Regions from separate parts of the Zea mays genome. Here all the other regions are linked to region 3. The links are chromatin contacts, called in public Hi-C maps. All regions are on one chromosome and are shown on one strand. Each heading gives the region's core, a stretch centred on a gene start, on an enhancer-like site or on the middle of the called end of the contact. The rest is flanking DNA. Distances are from core to core; before and after follow the strand shown.

The links. A called contact is a pair of places that touch in the nucleus more often than the background predicts.
Region 1: a Hi-C map of endosperm shows a contact between it and region 3, with 2.3 times the contacts expected there. The contact joins the promoter of LOC100281689 here to the promoter of LOC100191179 in region 3. A contact is called at or near these places in 2 of 25 Hi-C or Micro-C datasets (endosperm and leaf).
Region 2: a Hi-C map of ear shows a contact between it and region 3, with 2.4 times the contacts expected there. The contact joins the promoter of LOC100282789 here to the promoter of LOC100191179 in region 3. A contact is called at or near these places in 2 of 25 Hi-C or Micro-C datasets (ear and leaf).
Region 4: a Hi-C map of leaf shows a contact between it and region 3, with 8 times the contacts expected there. The contact joins the promoter of LOC103634825 here to the promoter of LOC100191179 in region 3. A contact is called at or near these places in 2 of 25 Hi-C or Micro-C datasets (leaf and tassel).

Annotation. Positions count from the first base shown.
Region 1 is chr8:15,384,954-15,387,653 of Zm-B73-REFERENCE-NAM-5.0, reverse strand. It overlaps LOC100281689 (gibberellin receptor GID1L2), which reads left to right and starts at 1,342. Exons shown (of 1, transcript NM_001154609.2): 1 at 1,342-2,661. The coding sequence starts at 1,465. The coding sequence ends at 2,460. It overlaps LOC103634834 (probable carboxylesterase 15), which reads left to right. Exons shown (of 1, transcript XM_008657424.3): 1 at 1-846. The coding sequence ends at 727.
Region 2 is chr8:14,714,624-14,717,323 of Zm-B73-REFERENCE-NAM-5.0, reverse strand. It overlaps LOC100282789 (IWS1 C-terminus family protein), which reads right to left and starts at 1,356. Exons shown (of 11, transcript NM_001155695.1): 1 at 1,240-1,356; 2 at 633-1,143. The coding sequence starts at 1,250.
Region 3 is chr8:15,035,989-15,038,688 of Zm-B73-REFERENCE-NAM-5.0, reverse strand. It overlaps LOC100191179, which reads left to right and starts at 1,443. Exons shown (of 4, transcript NM_001136614.1): 1 at 1,443-1,696; 2 at 1,864-1,903. The coding sequence starts at 1,628. It overlaps LOC118473080 (a long non-coding RNA gene), which reads right to left and starts at 1,048. Exons shown (of 3, transcript XR_004851892.1): 1 at 266-1,048; 2 at 1-93.
Region 4 is chr8:14,777,072-14,779,771 of Zm-B73-REFERENCE-NAM-5.0, reverse strand. LOC103634825 (factor of DNA methylation 1) reads left to right here and starts at 1,431. Exons shown (of 7, transcript XM_008657410.3): 1 at 1,431-1,797; 2 at 1,914-2,700. The coding sequence starts at 1,953.

The sequences.
Region 1 (2,700 bases), core at 93-2,592, 350 kb before region 3:
GGGGACGTTCTCGCAGCCCAACTTCCACGCCGGGAGCCTCCGCCTCGCGTCGGAGCTGCCCGCCGTCGTGATCTCCGCCGACTACCGCCTCGGGCCCGAGCACCGCCTCCCCGCCGCCATCGACGACGCCGCGGCCGCCCTGTCCTGGCTACGCGAGCAGCGCCATCCGTGGCTCGCCGAGTCGGCCGACTTCACCCGCGTGTTCGTCGCCGGCGAGTCGTCCGGCGCCAACATGTCGCACCACGTCGCGGTGAGGCACGGGTCGTCCGGCGGCCAGCTCGCCCTCGCCCTCGCGCCGCTGCGCGTCGCCGGGTACCTCCTGCTGACGCCGTTCTTCGGCGGGGCCGTGCGCACCGCGGCCGAGGAGGCCTCGCCGCCGCCCGGTGCGCCGTTCACGCCCGAAATGGCCGACAAGATGTGGCGCCTGTCGCTCCCGGCCGGCGCGACCATGGACCACCCCGCCACGAACCCGTTCGGCCCCGACAGCCGCGCGCTAGGCCCCGTGGCGTTCCCACGGGTGCTCGTGGTGTCCGCCGGCCGCGACTTCCTCCACGAGCGCGTGCTGCGCTACGCGGCGAGGCTCCGGGAGATGGGGAAGCCCGTGGAGGTCTACGTCTTGGAGGGGCAGGAGCACGCCTTCTTCTCCCGCCAGCCTTGGAGCGAGGGCACCGACGAACTCATCCGAGTCGTGCGGCGCTTTGTTTACACAGAGAACGGCGTGGAGTGAAACTACTAGTGCAGAATAAGCTGGCGTTTGCTGTTTGGTCACTTTGGTTTTTTTTTAAAGTGAAATGGTGTTTGGTCAGTTAGTTTAATAAAAACGTCTGGTTCTTGAAACCTTACTTCGCTTGATTCTCTCTGCACATGATTGGATGGTTGTTTGTCTACCGGCCTACGTGCAGGTTCGCATATATGTGGGTGCAGCTAAATGATCTTAAAACAATTTACTTTGTAAGAACAGACAGTACAGGTAATCAATCACATGGTCTATGTAGGAGTATAGAGCATGGCAAGTTTGGATTTGGACACCGTCTGCGTCTCAGCGTCTGTAGTCGAATGAATAACCGCCATAGAGTTTTTTTCACTTGGCTTTATGCGACGGTGCCACCATCAAATAAACATTCCGCAAGATGGCCTGGAATGTTAAGCTTATTTTCTGGCCCACGCGTACTGGCCCAACCTAATCTAACATCGGCCCATATAAAACCTCATTATGGTAAAGCAAAAAGAAGCCCAAATGAGGCGGTCAACGCACTGCCCACTAACATGTCCACATGCCTCTGCGCCGCGCGATGACGCGGATCCGAATCCATAAAGATAATGCGAGTGCGCCAGTAGACAAACAGCGAGGACCTTGGATTTCACCTCACTCTTCCTCTTCAGTTCATCCACACAACCACCTAGATCCAAAGCCAATCGTGAGCTCGTGACGATCACCACCAACCAACCAACCAACCAACCAACATGTCCGGCGACACAGCGCCGCACGTCGTGGAGGACTTCTTCGGGGCCATCCAGCTCCTTAGCGACGGCACCGTCGTCCGCGGCGACGAGGCGGCGCTGCTGCCGCCGAAGCCCTTCCCGGACGTCCCGGGGGTTCAGTGGAAGGACGCCGTGTACGACGCGGCGCGCGGCCTCAAGGTCCGCGTGTACAGGCCAACGGCGGACGCCGGGGACAGCAAGCTCCCGGTGCTGGTGCACTTCCACGGAGGCGGCTACTGCGTCGGCTCCTACGACGAGCTCGGCGGGGCCGACTACCTGCGCCGACGCCTCGCGGCCGACCTCCCCGCGCTCGTCCTCTCCGTGCAGTACCGGCTCGCCCCCGAGCACCGCCTCCCGGCGGCGATCGAGGACGGCGCGACGTTCCTGGCCTGGCTGCGCGGGCAAGCGGCGCTCGCCGGCGCGGGCGGCGCCGGCGCCGGCGTCGAGCAGTGGCTCGCGGAGTCGGCCGACTTCGCGCGGACGTTCCTGTCGGGCGTCTCCGCCGGCGCCAACCTGGCCCACCACCTCGCGGTCCGGGCCGGCTCGGGGCAGGTCGACCTGGCGCCGGCGCGCCTCGCGGGGCTCGTCCTCCTGTCCCTGTTCCTCGGCGGCGTCGAGCGCACGGCGACCGAGTCGGCCCCGCCGGACGGCGTCTCGCTGACGGTCGCCATGTCCGACCAGCTCTGGCGCATGGCGCTCCCGGTCGGGGCGAGCATGGACCACCCGCTGGCCAACCCGTTCGGCCCCGGCAGCCCCGGCCTGGAGCCCGTGGCGCTGCCGCCCGTGCTCGTCGAGGCGCCCGGGGTCGACGTGCTCCGCGACCGCGTCCTGCTCTACGCGGCGAGGCTCAGGGAGATGGGCAAGGACGTGGAGCTCGCCGAGTTCCCGGGGGAGCAGCACGGCTTCTCGGTCCTTAGGTGGGGCCAGGCGAACGAGGAGCTGATGCAGATCTTGAAGCGGTTTCTACACCGGAAGTGAGAAGTGACCGGTGCTGCGGCCTGACCTTATGGTAGAGGAGTCGTCCTCGTCGAGTTTGGCGTCTGGTCGCCTTTTCGTTTGTGTTTTTCATTCATCAAGCCGCTGTCGTTGTTTACCCTAAGTTCCCGGTTGGTGGTCTGGTTGTTGGAAAAAAAAATTATTTGCATCCGGATGCAAAGAAACACTTTTGCAGGCTCTCACATTCACTTTCTGCTCGTCCATATAAATAGAATAAAAACA
Region 2 (2,700 bases), core at 107-2,606, 320 kb after region 3:
TCACAATGCTGCCCAAGTTGCCACATAAAGGCAAATCCTACCTTGCAGCTAATCCAGAGGCATATAACAGTCCTACTTGACATGTCAATAGCCTACATAGTACCCTTTAAAAACGCTACAACTCCGGAGATGCTACACATCCTGGTTCAAGAGGCTTGGCTACAAACATCGTACCTTACTAACACCCATAAAAGTAATCTGAATACTAATTACTAAAGGATGCCAATTACAACCAGATGAACTAACCACACCAATACACAAACTGATAAACAAACTAGCTCCGAAAGTTGACTCAGTCACTCACCATCAAGAAAAGCTCAACAAATCACGACAGCTTACCAGAATTAAGCGACAATTCCAAAAACATTAGGCAGATAAAAAAGATAACTAGTATATTTCATGGCAAAGCATAATTGCAATCTCCTTCAACAGATAAAGTGATCAGTAAAAGCAGTTGATAGAGGTTGAATTTCCAGAAACCTTTAATATTAAGCTCAAAGTAGGTATAAGTATAACTAGCTAATGCACATATGTAGTACAGTAAAAAGGGGCATCCAAGCATTAATCAACTAGCTAGAATTGAAAAGGAGCTGAATCAAACATATTGCACAGTTGCACACAGTCAAAATTACCTCTGACTCACCACCAGCAATGGTATCCCAGAGCTCCTGGATCTCCCTCTCCCCATCATCCTGGTCATCCCTACCGCCTGAGTCCCTTCCTCCTGATCCCCGCCTATCCCTCACCATCCCAGTGTCCCTCCCCCTCCCGTCGTCCTCCATCCGCATTTTCTTAGCCTTCTTCTCCCTGCCCGCCCCGCCCCTCGCGAGGTCCCTCAGCGACGACGAGCCCTTCCTCTTCCTCGCCTCAGCCGAAGGGTCCGCGTCCTCGTCCTCCAACCCAAAGTCATCCAGCCCGTCATCGCCGGGCATGCCTCCACCGCCGCCCTTCTTGAGAAGGCGCTTTCGGGGCTTGGAGGAGGACCCTGCCCCGCCGTCGTCGCCGTGGACGGGGGTCGGAGAGCGGTCGCGGGTCCAATCGCCGCCGCCGTCGAGGTCGTCATCGAGGTCTTCGTACGGCTGATGCTCAGGGGAGGGTTCCCGTTCGTCGAGGTTCACGATCGGCTCGCCTTCGTCATCGTAGCTGGGAGTGTAGATCGAGGAAGGGAATCAAAGTGAGGCGTCGAAACCCTAGGAGAGGCAGAGAGAAATAGGGGGCACGGAGCGGAGAGATACTTACTTGTCCCCCATGCTGACGGCGGCGAGACGGGAAGCGAAACCCTACGCGAGGCGAGGAGAGAGACGAGCTGGAGCTGGAGCGGGAGGAGGTGAGGAAGAAGAGTCGTCGGTGGACCGTGGGAGCCGGCGACGCCGCGACGGGGAGGAAAAGGATTGGGGGCGACGCAAAGGCGTAAAATATAGATGGGCTGTAATTTTTGGGCTTTTCGGCCCGTCGGACACGCAAGAATTCTCCTCGAACCTGATCGGGTGCTGATAAAATGCCCTGGTTGACTGGCTATGTCCGTGCGAGCCGCTTGGTGACAAAATTTTAGCGACTAATCACTAGTCTTATAACTCCATTAGGTGAGTGCCCGTGCGTTGCGACGGGAATAAAAAAAATTATATGAAACATATATTATACCAAAGGAAGATCTTGGTAGGATCATTAGGGTCAACATATTTTAACATATATCAAGTGTTTTGCCAATTCAGCTAACATATATCAACTCACGCATAACACATCCTATCATACATATTGGCAGAAAATAGCTATCACAACACAATTGATGGTAAAAGTAAATATATCTATCTCTACTAATATAGATAAGTGCCGGTTCTTTTGCACTGCTCATTTATAACCATGGCCCAAAGTCCCAGATCGTTAGTACTTGTCAACTCTCCCTTGGATCTTGCATTATATTTCTCATAAGAATTAAGTGGAATGGATACTCCTCTGAGTAAGGACAACAACTTTCCAAAGATACTCCAACACAAGTGACTCCAAAGCAATGCAGTTTACTAAGCAAAAGTAAATAGCTTTGCTTCTTGCATGTGAGATGCCAGATAACATGTGATGTTTTCCCAGTGGTCATATTCACATTTCTGGTGTGCTGTTTAAATCTGATCTTTGTCATTATTGAACCCCGAGTTTCTTCACAGTTCATTTTTGTAAGACCCAAAATCTGTATAAGAAAAAAAAATAATAAAATAAATATATGAAGAAATGAAATAGTAAATTCTAACATCTCAACTTATGCTTGAGCAATGAATGTGAGGAATGAATTTTGAAAACCAAGAAAATGAAGGTAGGAAAGGAGGGAAGAAAGAAAGATGATACAATACAAAATAATATTATTAAATAACTTCATCACATGATGATATGACCAAATTGCATAGTTAGTATGAATTTAAATTTGCACTTCAGTTTGAATTCTAAATCTGGATTTAAAATAATTAAGAACAAATGAAAACAGAAAATAAAATCAAAAGAAAAAAAAAGAAAGCTTACCTGGGCCCATACCTCATCTTTTGGCCCACCAGATGAAGCCAGCCGCGCGGCCCAACCAGGAAGTAGCGTGCGCCTGACCGTGGGGCCCGCTTGACAGCGGTCTGCTCGCGCCCACATTACGACTGGGTCGCCTCACTGGGATCGTGGTCCACCCAGTCAGCCGTCGTTCGCTATTTCCTCACGCACCTCGCT
Region 3 (2,700 bases), core at 194-2,693:
ATAGGTATCACTGGGCTTGTTTCTTTTCGCTTGAAACACCCTCCATTAGTGACTTGTCTCTACACTACTTATCCAATATGAGTAGGCATGAAGCTACAAAAACATGCTTGTCAAATAAGCCAATGCATTAAAAAGGACACAGTATTATACTGTAAACATTTTCCATGAATTGTAAGCAGGTCTGCAGATGTGAAGTAGAGATACTTCGAGAGCCAATTTACAAGCCTAATGACCATGATATGATATGGGAATAATAAATGCCTACCTTCCATCTGGTTGTTGGAGCCTTTTTTTTGAAAGAGAATAGAGAAGTGTCTTGCAGTCAATATTTGGTAGATCGTAGCCAATAATCTTGATTCTTGAGGATAGCAAGGGCAGAATAAGTGCTTTGCAATTGCAAGATGACTAACGTTGAGGCAAAAGGATCCTGAAACAGAGCATATCCCAAACTGCCTAGACAGAGGTGATCAAAATTTAGACTATGAGATCTGCATTAAAGGGGCACTTGGGTGCACCGTCAACATCACATGGGTTTTGGGCTCCCTTTTTTTTTCCTAACGACAGAAATGTACTAGTGCCTACATCTTATATGGAACAAAACCACAGTGAACATAATCGTGACACATACTGACATACAGTACAGTATATGCCAAGAAGAGTTACACCCCCAAGTCGGTCGCCTCTACCCCTTAACTACACTAATTAATTTAACCGGTCAGATGATAACATCACTCGTAGAAACATTGAGAAGTCCGCTACCGCTATCCAATTCAGCCATCTCTGTAATTGCAACCTCCTGCATTTATCACTATGAAATGTGTTATTCGCTTTGGATTAAAGATAACTATTTGGACTGCTACAACTTTTGTAATTTATAGAGATAAAAACACTATAACAGCAATAGAATCCATTACGACTTAAATCCAAGCGAACCAGTGATCTTCTTGACGGTTTTAGTTGCCATGAGCTTTGGATGCTCCTCTTCTTCGTTCTTGTCTCGTGTACTCCAATGCCAACCAGCCTATCATCTAAAGGCTACTGCTAGCATTAAGTACAAATCGCTACTTCTCCAAAGAAAAATGTGTGTTTTAGGATAAGAATGTTACTACAATTCTACCTGATGCTGGTGCCGCTGCTGTGGTCGACGAAGCGGCACGGCAAGAGCGTGTCCGTCCGTGGGCCCTGCCCCGGGATGATCGTCGGGTCAGCCGCCGAGCTGAACGGAGGTCGCTCACCGTTGGGGGGCCGTTGGGCCGCCCGCGCTACTCCCCAACCAACTGCGGCCAGATCACGCTGCGCAGCGCAGGCCCTCTTTACTCAGCTGTCCATGCTGCTGCTGCTCAGAGTGTGGGGCGCCGTGGACACGGTCCACATCAAGATGCTGAGCCACATAACTCCGGTGGGTGTGGGTCCAACGCCCCCCACCTGCACGCTGCCCTCCCCCGCCCCGCCGCGGGATCAAATACGCCGCCTCCGCCCGTCCACTCCCTCGCCGCCCCCGTCTCCTCTCCTCTCCTCTCCTCTCCCCCGCATCCACGGCCGCAGGCAGCAGGCAGCCACTCGACGATCTAGTCGTCTCTCTCCCCGCTCTGCCGCCTCGCTGCCGCGGCTTCCCGTCGGCGGGAGGATGAAGGTCACGGTCGTGTCCCGGAGCGGCCGGGAGGTCGTCAAGGGCGGCATCGACCTCAAGGACTCGGTACGTTGTGCTCCCTCCCGCCCGCTCGCCAGCCCGCCGCCTCTTGATTCGCTCCGGGGGGCTGGGTTTATTGCCGTCGGGGGAGGCTCGGTTCTCCTCTGGGGTTCGAGATCTCTCGTAGAGGTTTCACCTTGGATTCATATTCATTCGTGGGTTCCTTTTTACAGGCCAAGGTCGCGGACCTGCAGGAGGCCATCCATGCCAGGAGTAAGTGGACTCCCTCCCTGCTTGCTTACATTTCGGCACTTGCTTCTACTACCCAGCAGTTTCCGTATTCCATTCATCCATGCCTTGCAGCAACCAACCAACAAAGAAACACGCGTGTGTTCTGGAGTTAAGGACCGAACACGGGGGGTGTTTACAGCGTGCGGTGTGCGAGAGTCATTCAGCAAGCGGGAATCTGTGGGCCGCTTTTATCTTTCATTTGCACCAGTAAACGACCTTTGCAAACATTTCGGCGCTGCTTTGCTAACGCCTAACAGAGCTGTTTGATTGCCTCTTTTCTATACGTCTTGTCCTGAGAATTGTAGCTGCAAACTTTGCTAGCAAATCCTGAACTTTAGTGCTTGCGTGGCCAGTATGAAACTGCAGTGCAGCCCATGCTTGTGTGATGTCGCAGGTTTATCTTGCTCTCCTGAATTCCATGTATGTGCTAAAAGGCCACGACTAGTGCCTTTGGGTGTGGTATGCAATTTGTGTGTTTTTTATCCTCTAGGCTGCAGCAGTATCTAGTGTTTGCAATTCGGTCCATATGACCACATGTCAATGACTCTAGTCAACCTGGGTTCGTTTTGATTGCTTGCCCTCCTTGTTTGCCCTGTTTGGCAGGGATTTATTTTGGGGTTTCAGTGCTGCAGGTCGTTAGGATCTGTTTAGGTAGGAAGGAGTTGGCCATCAGCATCAACTCACACCCTTTGTGTTTTTTTATTTCCTTTTTGTCAAAATACATTTATCTGACATGATCTGTGAAAAAAATATATCAAGGGATAATTTATTTAGATGGG
Region 4 (2,700 bases), core at 182-2,681, 260 kb after region 3:
CTCTTGCTCTTCTTCATTCGAGCTTTGGTACTACATCGAGTTCTTTGTGGATTCATTACTCTTAGAGCTTCTAGCTCCTAGATGACTAGGTGTCTCTTGTGAGTCTCCAAATCTTGTGGAAGACCACAAGAAAGTTTGTATTACCCACTCGTTTGAGCAAAGATTAGTGTGTGAGCTTGACCTTTGTGGTCGGCAAAGGGAGGATTAGGGTTGAAAGAGACCCGACTCTTTGTGGACGCCTCAACGAGGAAGTAGGGCACCTTGGTGGTGTGATCGAACCTCGGGATAAATCTTGTGTCTCTTGTGTTCTTGTTCATTGTGCTTATTTGTGTTCTTCGTTCTCTCACCATTCCGTGAAAGATTTGTTTATATCTTTTTGGTGTGTGGATTTTGAGAAGTGCCCTTCTCAGATCTACTACTTTGAACCCTGTGGATCATTTAGAACATCTCATTTTCAAAGTTAACTGGGTGAATTTCGAGATCAATTCAGTTTTACCCAGTTTGCTTCTAGTTTTTGTTGAAAAAGCTTTAACTTGTCTATTCACCCCTCTAGGCAACTTTCAATAACATGTAGAAATCAAGCAACACACATTAGATTCGTCATAGTGAGGTATGAAGGACCAAGATAACATATCTGAGGATAAATAAGCAAGCATAGATCCAAGGAACCGATCACAAGCATAACCATTTATCACATCAACACTTGAATCAACCATACTTGAAGAAATATCGTGGGATCTAGCAAGCAACCGACCAGATCCATGTCAGAATCTAAGAAGCAAATGATCGGATCTAGCAATCAAGCATACTTGATTAATAGGAAGCCTAGATCAAAATCAAGCAAACAACCAACAAAATATGGGAGGGGAACTCCTAACTGTAGAGAGAGTTAAATCCTCCTACTATAATGATATATAGCTCTCACAAGGATCACCATGGTGCCAAGTGCTAACTAGTGGCCAGCCTCTGGCTACCGGTAAAGCTATCTCCAACAGATTATTCATACCATATCTTATTTCAAAATCCACTTTATAAACAATACGATCTATAATGTAAAACATTTTTTTCACGATCATATACATAATCTTCTTGATATAGCTCAACGCTATAGTCGCCTTTGCAGATGTTCCAATATGACTGGTGTGTCGCAGCAGAATACGTAATCGGTAATCCAAGTAGCGGCCAACATCCTGCATCCCCTGCCTAGACGCTGTAGCCGATGGCCACAAGCGAGTCACACACGCTGCTGCAAAAGAAATATAGTTGAAATAGGAAAATGTGGACATATGAGAATGACATAATTTTAAAATATTTAATAACCTAAGAATTGAGAATAAGATTACTTTTATTTCTTTATATTTAATAATTTGCTAAATCTGAGTTTTTTAGTAACCAGGGTAGATATGATAGTAAAGATTGTTCAGCTCGACGCAAACGACAAAACCATCTTGAAAATGGCAGAAAGAAAAAATTCAGAAGGAGCCCTCGAATCCCGGTCCTAGGAACCGTCTGTCAACGCGGTCGGGGTACTTGAGTGCCTTTTTCTTCTCTCACGTGCGCCCCTAAACCCCAGTGTGCTGTGCTAATGGGGATCGAACGCCCTGCGCTTAAATCCTCGGGTAGAACTCTCGCCTCTTCCGACTCCGCCATACCACCAATAGATCCAGCTATGGCGGTGTAGTCGAATTCAATCCTGTGCGAGAAAACACGAAATCGCCGCTGGCTCGATATTGGCCAGGGCTTTCTCCGCCCAACTGCATCTTGCAGCGACTGTGCTCCAGTTCGGGGGAAAAAAAGGTGAGTCCTTCCCATTTCCTCTTTTTAGATTCCTGGATCGACGAACATTTGGGAGAAATATCGCCTCTTTGCTTCGAAAGATCTGACAAAGAACGGCTGTTCTTGTGTACGTACAGGAACCGTATCTGCTTGAATCCCTGCGCTCCGGGGCGGGGATGGATCTTGACCTGGACGACTACGTGGACCCCTACGAGGAGGCCGAGGCCGAGGCTGCCGCGGCGGAGGACGGCTCCGACGACCCCGACGAGGACGACTCGGATGCGGAGAGCGACTACGAGGAGGAGTCGTTTGGCCTCCTCAAGTCCGGCAAGCACCGGGTGCGCAACCCGGACGGCACCTTCCGCTGCCCCTTCTGCCCCGGCAAGAAGAAGCAGGGGTACAAGATAAAGGACCTCCTCCAGCACGCCGACGGCATCGGCGTCTCCAGCAAGCACCGCCGTCACGGCCGCGAGCGCGCGAACCACCGCGCCTTCGCGCGCTTTGTCCGCACCGAGCCGTCATTTGCGGAAGACCTCGTCGGTATCACTGGCATTCAAGGTGCCATTAAACCCACCCCTGCTAATAGAGATGGCAGTACCAATGGCGACGGGAAGGCCAAGGCTAATGTAGATACTGCTGGATCCAGTTCTGTGGCGGCGAAAGTGGGTCTGCCGCGGGAGGTTGAGAGGTTTTCTTGGCCGTGGGCTTGTGTCCTTGCGGCTGGGGCAGGGTTCAATACTGAGGACTTTGCTGGTAGAGTAGCCATGTTTAGTTCGGTTGAGGTTGTGCCTTTGTTTGTCGATGAGGTCGAAGTCGCAGAAACCTTTGCAGTTGTGAGGTTTACCAATGATTGGAGCGGATTCAGCGACGCTCTTACGCTGGAGAACCATTTCAGCATCAATAAGCTAGGGAAGAAGGAATTTG